2 separate regions of the Pan troglodytes genome follow, and region 2 is linked to region 1. The links are chromatin contacts, called in public HiChIP or PLAC-seq maps. All regions are on one chromosome and are shown on one strand. Each heading gives the region's core, a stretch centred on a gene start, on an enhancer-like site or on the middle of the called end of the contact. The rest is flanking DNA. Distances are from core to core; before and after follow the strand shown.

What was found. HiChIP or PLAC-seq counts read pairs in DNA pulled down with a chosen protein or histone mark.
Region 2: an H3K4me3 HiChIP or PLAC-seq map of stem cell-derived excitatory neurons shows a contact between it and region 1, with 2.4 times the contacts expected there. The contact joins the promoter of LRRC10B here to the promoter of DDB1 in region 1. A contact is called at or near these places in 1 of 7 Hi-C or Micro-C datasets (stem cell-derived neural progenitor cells) and 1 of 1 datasets of contacts at active chromatin or transcription factors (stem cell-derived excitatory neurons).

What each region holds. Positions count from the first base shown.
Region 1 is chr9:63,581,389-63,586,287 of NHGRI_mPanTro3-v2.0_pri, reverse strand. DDB1 (damage specific DNA binding protein 1) reads left to right here and starts at 3,395. Exons shown (of 27, transcript XM_016920993.3): 1 at 3,395-3,568; 2 at 4,787-4,899. The coding sequence starts at 3,508. It overlaps TKFC (triokinase and FMN cyclase), which reads right to left and starts at 3,207. Exons shown (of 18, transcript NM_001246594.1): 1 at 3,147-3,207; 2 at 1,746-1,857. The coding sequence starts at 1,748.
Region 2 is chr9:63,755,941-63,760,763 of NHGRI_mPanTro3-v2.0_pri, reverse strand. LRRC10B (leucine rich repeat containing 10B) reads right to left here and starts at 1,929. Exons shown (of 1, transcript XM_016921006.4): 1 at 1-1,929. The coding sequence starts at 1,656. The coding sequence ends at 778. It overlaps LOC104001192 (a long non-coding RNA gene), which reads right to left. Exons shown (of 4, transcript XR_010147565.1): 4 at 3,440-4,823.

The DNA.
Region 1 (4,899 bases), core at 2,146-4,645:
GGGCTGCAGCCCCTGGCTTTGTCCTGAAGACAGAGTGAGACTGGGGCCCAATGTGGACTCAGAGGGCTGGGCTCCCACCGCCACCTGGTGGCCCGGTGGGAACCTGCAGCTGAGCCAGGTCCTGGCAAGGTGAACTTCCGGCTGTGGCTTCTTCCTGAGCTTGCTAGCACCAGCTCCTTTGTACAAAATTTGGCTCTGCTGCCTCCCTGCCAACCTGTCCTGCATCCAGCCAGGGCCAGGGCTAAGCCACCTGCTTCAGAGTAGCCTAGGTCTGTAGGGAGCAAGAAGAACAATAAGATTGATTCCATTTGCTGAGCAGTGACTAAGAGCCAGGCCTAGTTCTAAGTGTTTTTGAGCATGTCTCATTTAATCTTCCCAACAGGCCGGGTGCGGTAGCTCATGCCTATAATCCCAGAACTTTGGGAGGCCAAGGCGGGTGGATCACCTGAGGTTGGGAGTTCGAGACTAGCCTGACCAACATGGAGAAACCCCATTTCTACTAAAAATACAAAATTAGCTGGGCATGGTGGCACATGCCCGTAATTCCAGCTACTCGGGAGGCTGAGGCAGGAGAATTGCTTGAACCTGGGAGGCGGAGGTTGTGGTGAGCTGAGATTGCGCCATTGCACTCCAGCCTGGGCAACAAGAGCAAAACTCCGTTTCAAAAAAAAAAAACCAAACTAAAACAAAACAAAACTTCCCAACAGCCCTATGGAGGAAAGATGAGCCCAGTGAGGAAACTGAGGCACAGTTAAACTATTTTGCCCAAGGTCACACAGCCAGCAGGTGTCCAGGTCTGCCTGGCTCCAAAGCTGGTTCCCTTTTGGCCATATCATGCTGCTTTCTCGAGGGGCTGGAGGGAAGTGGAGGGTGACAGAGGTTACCCTAGAAAGGACATGGGTTTGTGGCTCTCAGAGCCTACCAGGGACTGGAACACACAATGAAGTTGTGAGTTGGCCTCACTCCAAGCCCAGCCTCCAGCAGCACTACCCTCCAAGAAAGTGGCCTGCTCCCCATCTTGATAATCTGTCTTTTACAGAGCCAGAAGAGGGTTTAGGGACCAGTGCTATCCCTGGTTTCAGTGGCCTGAAAGGATGGAAAAGGAAAGGAAGTCAAGTGAGGCCTCCAGGACTCTGCTTGATCAACACCACACAACCACTGGAGGTAGGCCTTAATTTGCCTTATAATGCAGATGAAATAAAAGAGGCGCAGAGAGGTCTGTAAAAGGTCATGCAGCTGGTCAGTGGCAGGCTGAAATTTGAATCCAGATATGTTCAAGGCTTGTTTTGGTTCAAATCAGTGGGCCTGGAGCAAAGCCCAGGGACATGGCCAGCCTCCCACACTGTAGATCCCAGCTCCAGACCGGCCCACATAAGCCCCAAGGTTAGGAACGGTCACATGGTCATTCTTCACGATTCCTTCTGTGACCGGTACAGTGTCCATTACAGAGCAGGTAACTGTTACTGTTTTACTCTGAATGCAAGACCCAGATAAGGGGCAGAGTGGCTCTGAAGGGACTCAAGAGGCTGCAGCCCCAGGCCTGGCTGGGACCAGCAGCCTCCAGGAAACAAAGAAAAGCAGGGATCAGACCCTGGGAGAGAGGATGACCCTCTCTCTTCACCCGTGAGCCTCAGGAGGCAATAGCATCTCTCAGTCAAAGTGTAAGGAGCTTTAGCTTGCCCAAGGCTGGGATCCTGCTTTGAGACCATGCTGCCATTCCCCTGTCCCGGCCCTGTATGACTCACCATGGTGTGGAGGCTCTGAAACAGGCGGAGTTCACACCGTTGCACTGAGCTGCTGGAGGATGGACAATCCTGTGCTACCTGGGTCTGAGTACAGTGGAGGCAGCAGCAGCACCTGCAGGAGTGGGTAACGATACAAGCTGCGGAAGGAACTCGCAGTCGACTGGCACAATCACGCCTTCAGCACCCTAGTAATTAGGGAGCTGCCCCAGACTTCGGTCCAAGTCCAAACTCTAGTACATGGGCTACGGATGGAGAAGAGTGTGGGGCTGACCAAGGTTCATGCCTGCACTTCACTGCCAGAAGACAGATCAATCCATGTCAAGCACAGGTCTGCCTTTATGTCCGGGAACAGCACCCACTTCATCACTAAAGGACAGTGATCCTCAGAATAACTATCTTTTACATGGGCATCACATGCAGCGAAAAAGTTAACAAAGCTCGTCACACGCTTGCCCTCACTGGCCTTGGCACCAAAAGGGAAGGGAATGGGGGGAGCTAGCCAGGTTTGTGACCCATTTTACTTCTGGGAAATAGACTCAGAGAGCTCTAGGGACTTGTCCAAGGTAATACAGGTAACAGCCAGAATCTAAACCAATGTCTAGTTTTTCTACAGAGTGTGTTTTTACTACTGATAATTCAGTGCCTCCAAAGTCAGGCAGAGTCTCTGCTATGGGAAAGGCAAGATATAAACCACGATGACTTTCTAGCTTTTCCTCAGTTCAGCCTGGTTCAGCAGCGTGTTGGCCTCTGTGTGGGTGCACAATAGGAAGAATCAACATAGCTCTGCCTCAGCCTACTTGGGGTTGTGGGGAGGGTCTTAGGTAAACCAATTCCTCCCTAAGCCTCAGCTTTCTCATCTGTAAAATGGGGGTTGGCTCCTCTCTGGCATTCTGCGAGTGTGCCAAGCCACGTGGTATTCCTCTTGTTCCCGGGGAGCCTGTTTGATGTGGGGTACCCTGGAGGCTGCAGGGCTGACTGCTCTCCTGGCTCATTAAGGTTCCCTACGGAGAAATATTGGTTTTGTGTTAGAGGTTCGAATTTGTAGAGCAATAGGGGCACTAATAACGTTGGGCAAGCAGACAGGTGGGCCCTTTGAAGTCTGAAGAATCAACGCGCAAAAGGGAGGAGGTGAGCAGGTGGTCGTTCAAACGTCAGGCGAGGGCACAGCTGGATCTGGAGGAACTGAGACAGTGAAAGGAAAGCAGGCAAGGTTCTAGTCTGGGATGTGCACGAATCGCGGTCTCCCTTCCCTCTCTAGGCCTCCGCAGTCCTTCCCGTTCCCAAAGGAGGAACAGCCCGAGGGCTCCTGGAGCAACGGAAGGAGGACTGGATGCGGGGAAGGGCAAAGGGCGCGGAACGGGGTGGGGAGTCTGCGGGCGAGCTCGGAGGACACTGGCGCACCTCCCCCGCCGGCTCACGGCCGCATCCGCCACATCCGAAGGCGCCGCGACTTCCCGGAGACCCCGAAGCGTGCGCTCTCATCCGGGTCCTGCGGGCGCTGGCGGAAAGCGGCGAGGCGGCGCCTCCGGGGGCGGGGCCTCCTTCGGTTGGCGGCCTCGGGCTTCGGGAGTCCTCCAAGAGGCCAGGTGAGGCCGTCCCGTGATGCCCCGCGCCCCGGCCGCTCTGGCCTGCAACGTGTCTCTGGGGCGGAGGCAGCGGCAGTGGAGTTCGCTGCGCGCTGTTGGGGGCCACCTGTCTTTTCGCTTGTGTCCCTCTCTCTAGTGTCGCGCTCGAGTCCCGACGGGCCGCTCCAAGCCTCGACATGTCGTACAACTACGTGGTAACGGCCCAGAAGCCCACCGCCGTGAACGGCTGCGTGACCGGTGAGGCTGCCGGGGCCGGAGACCCCGGCGAGTGAGGGAGTTGGGGGGAGCCGCGGCCTAGGGAGGCCCGCGGCCCCGGGGGCGGCCGGGCAGGAGTGGGCCCGGCGAATGGAAGGCGCTGGCGGCCGAGGAACCTCCCCCAGCACCGCGACCTCGAAAGAGTCGTCCCTGTACGCGCTTTTTGGGGGTTGGAAGCCGCTCTCGAGGGTCCCCTTTCGTCCTGGGGAGGTCATTCGGCCTCGAGAACAGGGCGGGCCCAGTGAGACAGAGGAGTGTGAGTTGGTTGTGCGGTGTCGTTTGGGCCCGGAGATTGGCTTTCTGTGGCCAGGAAAAGGGGAGGTGGTAGTGACGACTTTGGGGTCAAGATTTTCCTGTGGGGAAGTCTGGGGGGCCCAGGAGGTGGAGGGATGTGAGGAATGCCCGCATTATCCCACAGAGGGAGAGGAGCCCTCTTCAGGTTAACCCCTTTGCCTGGGGCTGTTGTTTACATGAGGGCCCTGCTGGAGAAGAGGGTTTGGTTTGCCTGGCCCAGTGCTGGGTTTGCCTTGTTGACGATGCGCTTGGATTGTTAAGGACACCGATGTTCAGAACCCGGGAAGAGTCATCTTAACCCACATTCTCAGCTGAATATGCAGACCCCAAGCTTGCATGTTTATATACACCCTAATCATGATTCCAAAACAAAACTGTTGTTCAGAGTTGGAGGTAGCTGAGTGTGGATGGAGGTATTGGTAGACTGCCAGGAGGACAGGGGGTGTGGACAAAACAGTGTTTTCATATAAAGCTCTGGGACTTTTCTTCATTTGACTTGGTCTGTCAGATAAAAGTTTTGTGAGACTTTAGATGAAGACTGGAAGAAGTGAACACTTTCTCCGGCATTCTCAATTAGAGCCTGCCACTGTAACTGTAATAGAGTAAAATTTGAGGGGCAAGAGGCATGAGAAGGGATTACGCAGTCATTGTCATTTGGAGGACACACGGCTCTTAGGTCCAGTCCAGTTTTCTTAGTCTGATTAGGGAGGTAGCTTTGTTGAATGCATGAACTGAGACTCTTTGAGGTGCCGGATTTGGCAAGAAGGGGAGTAGCTGGAGGGAGTTGGAGAAGTATGTGAAGTAAATGAGAATTCTGGAGGTATTTAGACATAAGTGATAGGATTATTTTGAAGGGATGGGAGGCCCTTCCCCTGAGTTCAAAAGTTAGAGGGTCTGTTCTTTCAGGACACTTTACTTCGGCCGAAGACTTAAACCTGTTGATTGCCAAAAACACGAGATTAGAGATCTATGTGGTCACCGCCGAGGGGCTTCGGCCCGTCAAAGAGGTGGGCATGTAT
Region 2 (4,823 bases), core at 680-3,179, 180 kb before region 1:
CGGTGGCTTCTTTTCAAACTTGACAGCTGGAAGGCTCAGGCTATGGGGTGGGGAGTGGAGGGGGAGCTCTCTCTTCCCAGCAAGGTTCCAGGCACATGCTGGGAGGCTGGGAGAAGAGAACAGAATAGGGTGGGGGTGACCCCCTGCCTTCTGTGCCCCATACCAATCTCAGGGGGCCGAGGAGGGAGGTATGTACGATCAGCCCTGATGGAGGGGTGAGGGCAGCTTCGGTGTTGGGGCCCCCATCTGTTTCCCACTTCTGTCCCGGGCACCAGCCCCACTCCAAGCCCCTGCTCCTGGGCCAGGCCCTCCTCGCAAGGGCAGTCCTGCCCCACACAGGCACGCAGTCCACCCCAGAGGTAGCGGTTCCTGTCCTAGAAAGGGTGGGCCTAGGAGACCCAAACCCCAGAAAGAGGGAGGGTGTTGGGTGCCCTGCATCCAGACTCAGGGAGACGTGACAATTCTGTGGCCCTCAGTGACCCTGGTTCCAGGAGGAAGCTGGTGCCTCTGTTATCAGTGGCTCCATCGGGGACTGGACCCAGCCCAGACTTCTTGGTCTGACAATTGCCCACAGATCAGCCAGGGTATAGTCAGTCCTCTTACTACCTAGGAGTGTCTGAAGATGAGCCCCAGCCCTGCCTGTGCCCGGCAACTCGCCAAAAGTGGCCGCTCCATTGACCTAAGTAGGGACCCACCGGTCCCGCAGGCCTAACCAGCCAAAGCTTCCTAGAGCCCCTCCTCTCAGAGTGGCTGAAGCCCATCAGCCAGAACATAGGCTCAGGTGCCCAGTCCTGGAGCGGCTTCCAGGGCGCGGAGGCTGACCCCGGGGGCGCCCAGAGCCCGGGAACCAGCGCCGCCTATGAGCAGGTCTTCCTCCTCCTCATCCTCAAAGGCCCGCGCTGGGCGCCGGGGCGGAGGCCGGGGCGTGGGCTCGTCGCGCTCCGCCATGCGCTCGACGGCGCCCTCGCCCACGAGGAACACGGTGTCCGCGACGCGCGGGGGCCCGGTGACGGGGTTGTGATCGTAGGAGAAGACGCGCAGCGCGCGCAGCGGGTGCAGGTCGGGGAAGCCGCCCAGGCGGTTGCGGTCGAGGTCGAGGATGTGCAGGCGGCCCATGCGCAGCAGCGCGGGCGGGAACTCCTCGAAGCGGTTGCCGTAGAGCCAGAGGCCGCGCAAGCCCGTCATGCGCGGCAGCTCGGCCGGCAGCGCGCGCAGCCGGTTGTCGCCCATCTGGAGCGACTGCAGCGCCACCAGGCGCAGCAGCGGCCGCGGGAAGCGCCGCAAGAAGTTGCCCTCGATCCAGAGGCAGCGCAGGCTCTGCAACTGCGCGAAGTCGGCGGGCAGCGCCAGCAGCCGGTTGCCGCCCAGATAGAGGCGCGTGAGGCGCGGCAGGCGGCACAGGCCGTCAGGCAGTCGCTCGAGCTTGTTGAAGTCCAGGGCCAGGATGCGCAGCTCGCGCAGCTCCTCGATCTCCTCCGGCAGCTCGCGCAGCCCCGTGCCGCTCACATACAGCTTCTGCAGGCGGCTCAGCGCGCACACTGCGCTGGGCAGCCGCCGCAACCGCCGCCCGCTCAGCTCCAGCTGCTGGTCGCCGCTGCGCAGCTGCTCCTCTGCGTCCGACGGCAGCTCATCCGGCGTGGACTCGGCGATGCCCATGGTCACGGGCCCCGGCCGGGGCCGCCGCCACTGCCACCGCCAGGCATCGCCCCGCCCCGGCCGCCCCCCAGCCGCCCCGACGGTGCCGGAGCCGCGCCGGCCCCCGGGCCCCCCGCCCCGGCCTGCCCCCGCGCCGGGAGGGGGGCCGTGCGGGGCCGGGAGGAGGCACCCACTTGGGGCACCGCCGCCGCGCGCCGCGCTCCACCGCCCGCCCTCGGGCCTCCCCCGTTGCCTCCGCCGGAGGCCGACTGGCTAGGGTTCGCGCTGACTCGCAGCTTAGCGACCCGTCGCCCTGGCAACCCCGACGCGCGTGCGGCTGCCAATGAGGCGGAGGGAGGGCGGGGCGGGGCGGGGCCAAGGCGCCACCCTAGTGGGGTCCCAGCGCCGGAGCCCGCCCCCTACCTGCCCATCCAGCCCACCGCGGAGCAAGCACAAGCCGAGAGATTCCCCGCCCCGGCCAAGCCTGGCACTGAGACCCGACGCCCGACTCTGTTTGGTGTGCGGTTGTGTGCGCCCCAGAGCTGCGGGTCCAAGAAGGCGAAGGAAACGCTGGCGGTGGATCAAAAACTCTGGACTAGAGGCTCACAAGGAGGGGCTGAGGGGCGCGGTCACTGCCGGCCATTCACGTCTAGCGGCGTGCGGCCGGCCTACCTGCTGGGATCACTTCAGTGTAGTAACTCGAAACAGTGTTACTGTCCGGCCCTTTTCACATCTGCTGGTTTTACCGGGACCCAGGGCTTGGCTCCGCCCCGCCTAATTGCCCTACAGCTTCCTCATTGCTACACTCACACCCCTCTCTCCTGCCAGGATCCCTCCACCGACGCTCAAAGTCTGTGTGTGGCTGCGGTGGACAGAGGACTGGGACACGTGAACGCCTTTGAGCCACCAATCATGGCCACTCTCATTCCATGACTCTTCCTTCGCCTGCTACCACCAGCAGCAGTTCCCCCCTGCCTTCTCCCCCCACCTCCCATCCGGAGCCCTCCTGCGGGAGCTCCTGGCAGAAAAGCACTGGCTGTCACTGGCTTCGAGCCCACGTGTGCCCAGCACTATGCTGAAAGCATTGCGTTGAGTCCTTGGCACAGCCTATGAGGTAGACACCCTCATCACCCCGATTTTAAAGATGGAGAAACTGAGGGTCAAAGAGACATGACTTGAGCTGGGTCAGTCTGAGCTGGGTGAAGTGCCCAAGGTCACCCAGCTGATGAGCAGCTGGATTCGAAGCCAGGTAGTGTGACTCCAGAGCCTGTGTTCCTAACCATAAACCATACCGATAGATGGAAACAAGGATCACTCCACCTCCAGCAATGAATTTTCTCACAACAGAGCCTCTGATTCTCTGGACAAAGCTACAAAGACAGCATTATAATCCCACATGAAAGATGAGAGAAGTGGCCTCGCGGGGATTAGGCACCCTGCTTACGGTCACACAATGCATAGAGGTTGCAGCCCGGGAGCCAAATTTTCGGGCTCCAAGCCTCCTGCCTCCTGCCTTCTCTTGAACCCGGCTGGTGTGACCCATGTAACTGGCTGAGTGGACTGACTTCAGGAGAGCACGCTGCCCTTTGGCCCACCCCCATTGCCATCCCCACTGCAGGGGAAGGGGGATGGAAGACAGCCCAAGGGCAGAGAGCAGTTGCCAATGCAACGGGAGGAAGGGAACCATCCCCACTGGAATGTAAGCTGCCCAGCCAGGGAGGTTTGGGCATCTCCTTCCCTGCTGGCACAGGCTCTAGAGCATACAGTAGACATTCCATGCAAATTTTTATTTATTTATTTATTTATTTATTTATTTTGAGACAGAGTTTTGCTCTTGTTGCATAGGTTGGAGTGCAATGGCGTGATCTTGGCTCACTGCAACCTCCGCCTCGCCTCCTGGGTTCAAGCGATTCTCTTGCCTCAGCCTCGCAAGTAGCTGAGATTACAGGTGCCCACCACCACGCCCAGCTAATTTTTGTATTTTAGTAGAGACAGGGGTTCACCATGTTGGTCAGGCTGGTCTCGAACTCCTGATCTCAGGTGATCCACCTGCCTCAGCCTCCCAAAGTGCTGGAATTATAGGCATGAGCCACTGCGCCTTGCTGAAAAAAACTTAACAAAAAAAGTGGAGGCAAACATTGCATACAGTGAAATGCATAGATCGTAAGTGTCTTCTTGGATGCGTTTTGACAAATGTACACACCCCTGTCCCATTTCCATCAACCCAAGAGTTCTCTCAAGCCTCTTGCGGTCAATCCCCACCTCGCAGAGGCAACTATGATCCTGACCTCTATCCTTATGGATCAGTTTTCTCTGTTCTTGAATTTCACACAAATGAAATTATTCAGCACATGCTTTTTTTCAGATAATATATATTTGTTGGATACATGAATGAAAGGACAGAGCAATAGCAATTCTAATATGGCAAGAGGTGTTAGGGGGCGGACAGATGATGGGGGGACACAGAGGCAGATGTTGCTCTGAGCCACGAACCAGCCATGCACCCCCATCCTGGGAGAGACTGGCAAAACGAAAGCAGGAATCCAGGCCAAGGTAGAGGACCCAGGTGGAACCCAGACACCAGACCTAGGGTATAGGAGTCTCAGCCCCAACTGGAGGGGCTTCAGGCTCCTCCCAGATGTCACTTAAGTTCCAATCCAGCTCTCTCCCTTCTACTCATTCGGGAGGACTTCTTGGAAGAGGTAAGTCTCTCAGAGACCAGAAAGGTAGGGAATACCCAGCCAGGCTAATGGGATGAGGATGAGTCCCTCCCCCCGCCCCCAAGCAGTTTGAGGGAACATTGGCTGTGGAGGAGGAGGCTCAGCAGCCCAGCCTCGCCACATGCTCAGGCTGGCACCCAGCGCCAGGCTGCCCTCTTGGGCTCCATCAGCACGGGCAGCACCACATGAGCCCACATGAGCCTCTCCACCCCGGCACCAGCCTGGCAGAGCTTCCTGGGGCCGAGAGCATGGAGGACCAGCCCTCTTCTTTCTCAGAGTCTTTTTCTTGCTCTCGGCAGATCCTGTACCTTCACCTCCCACCAGGCCCTTCTCAGTGGGTAAAGGTAAAATGTGCTGGCGTTCCAGGCCCACGCAGGCTGGCAGTGGGGCAATCATCATGATGAATCACGCTGGCACTGCAGGCACCCGGTCCTTGTTGAGGCGTAACTAATGAATTAGCTTCGCCCC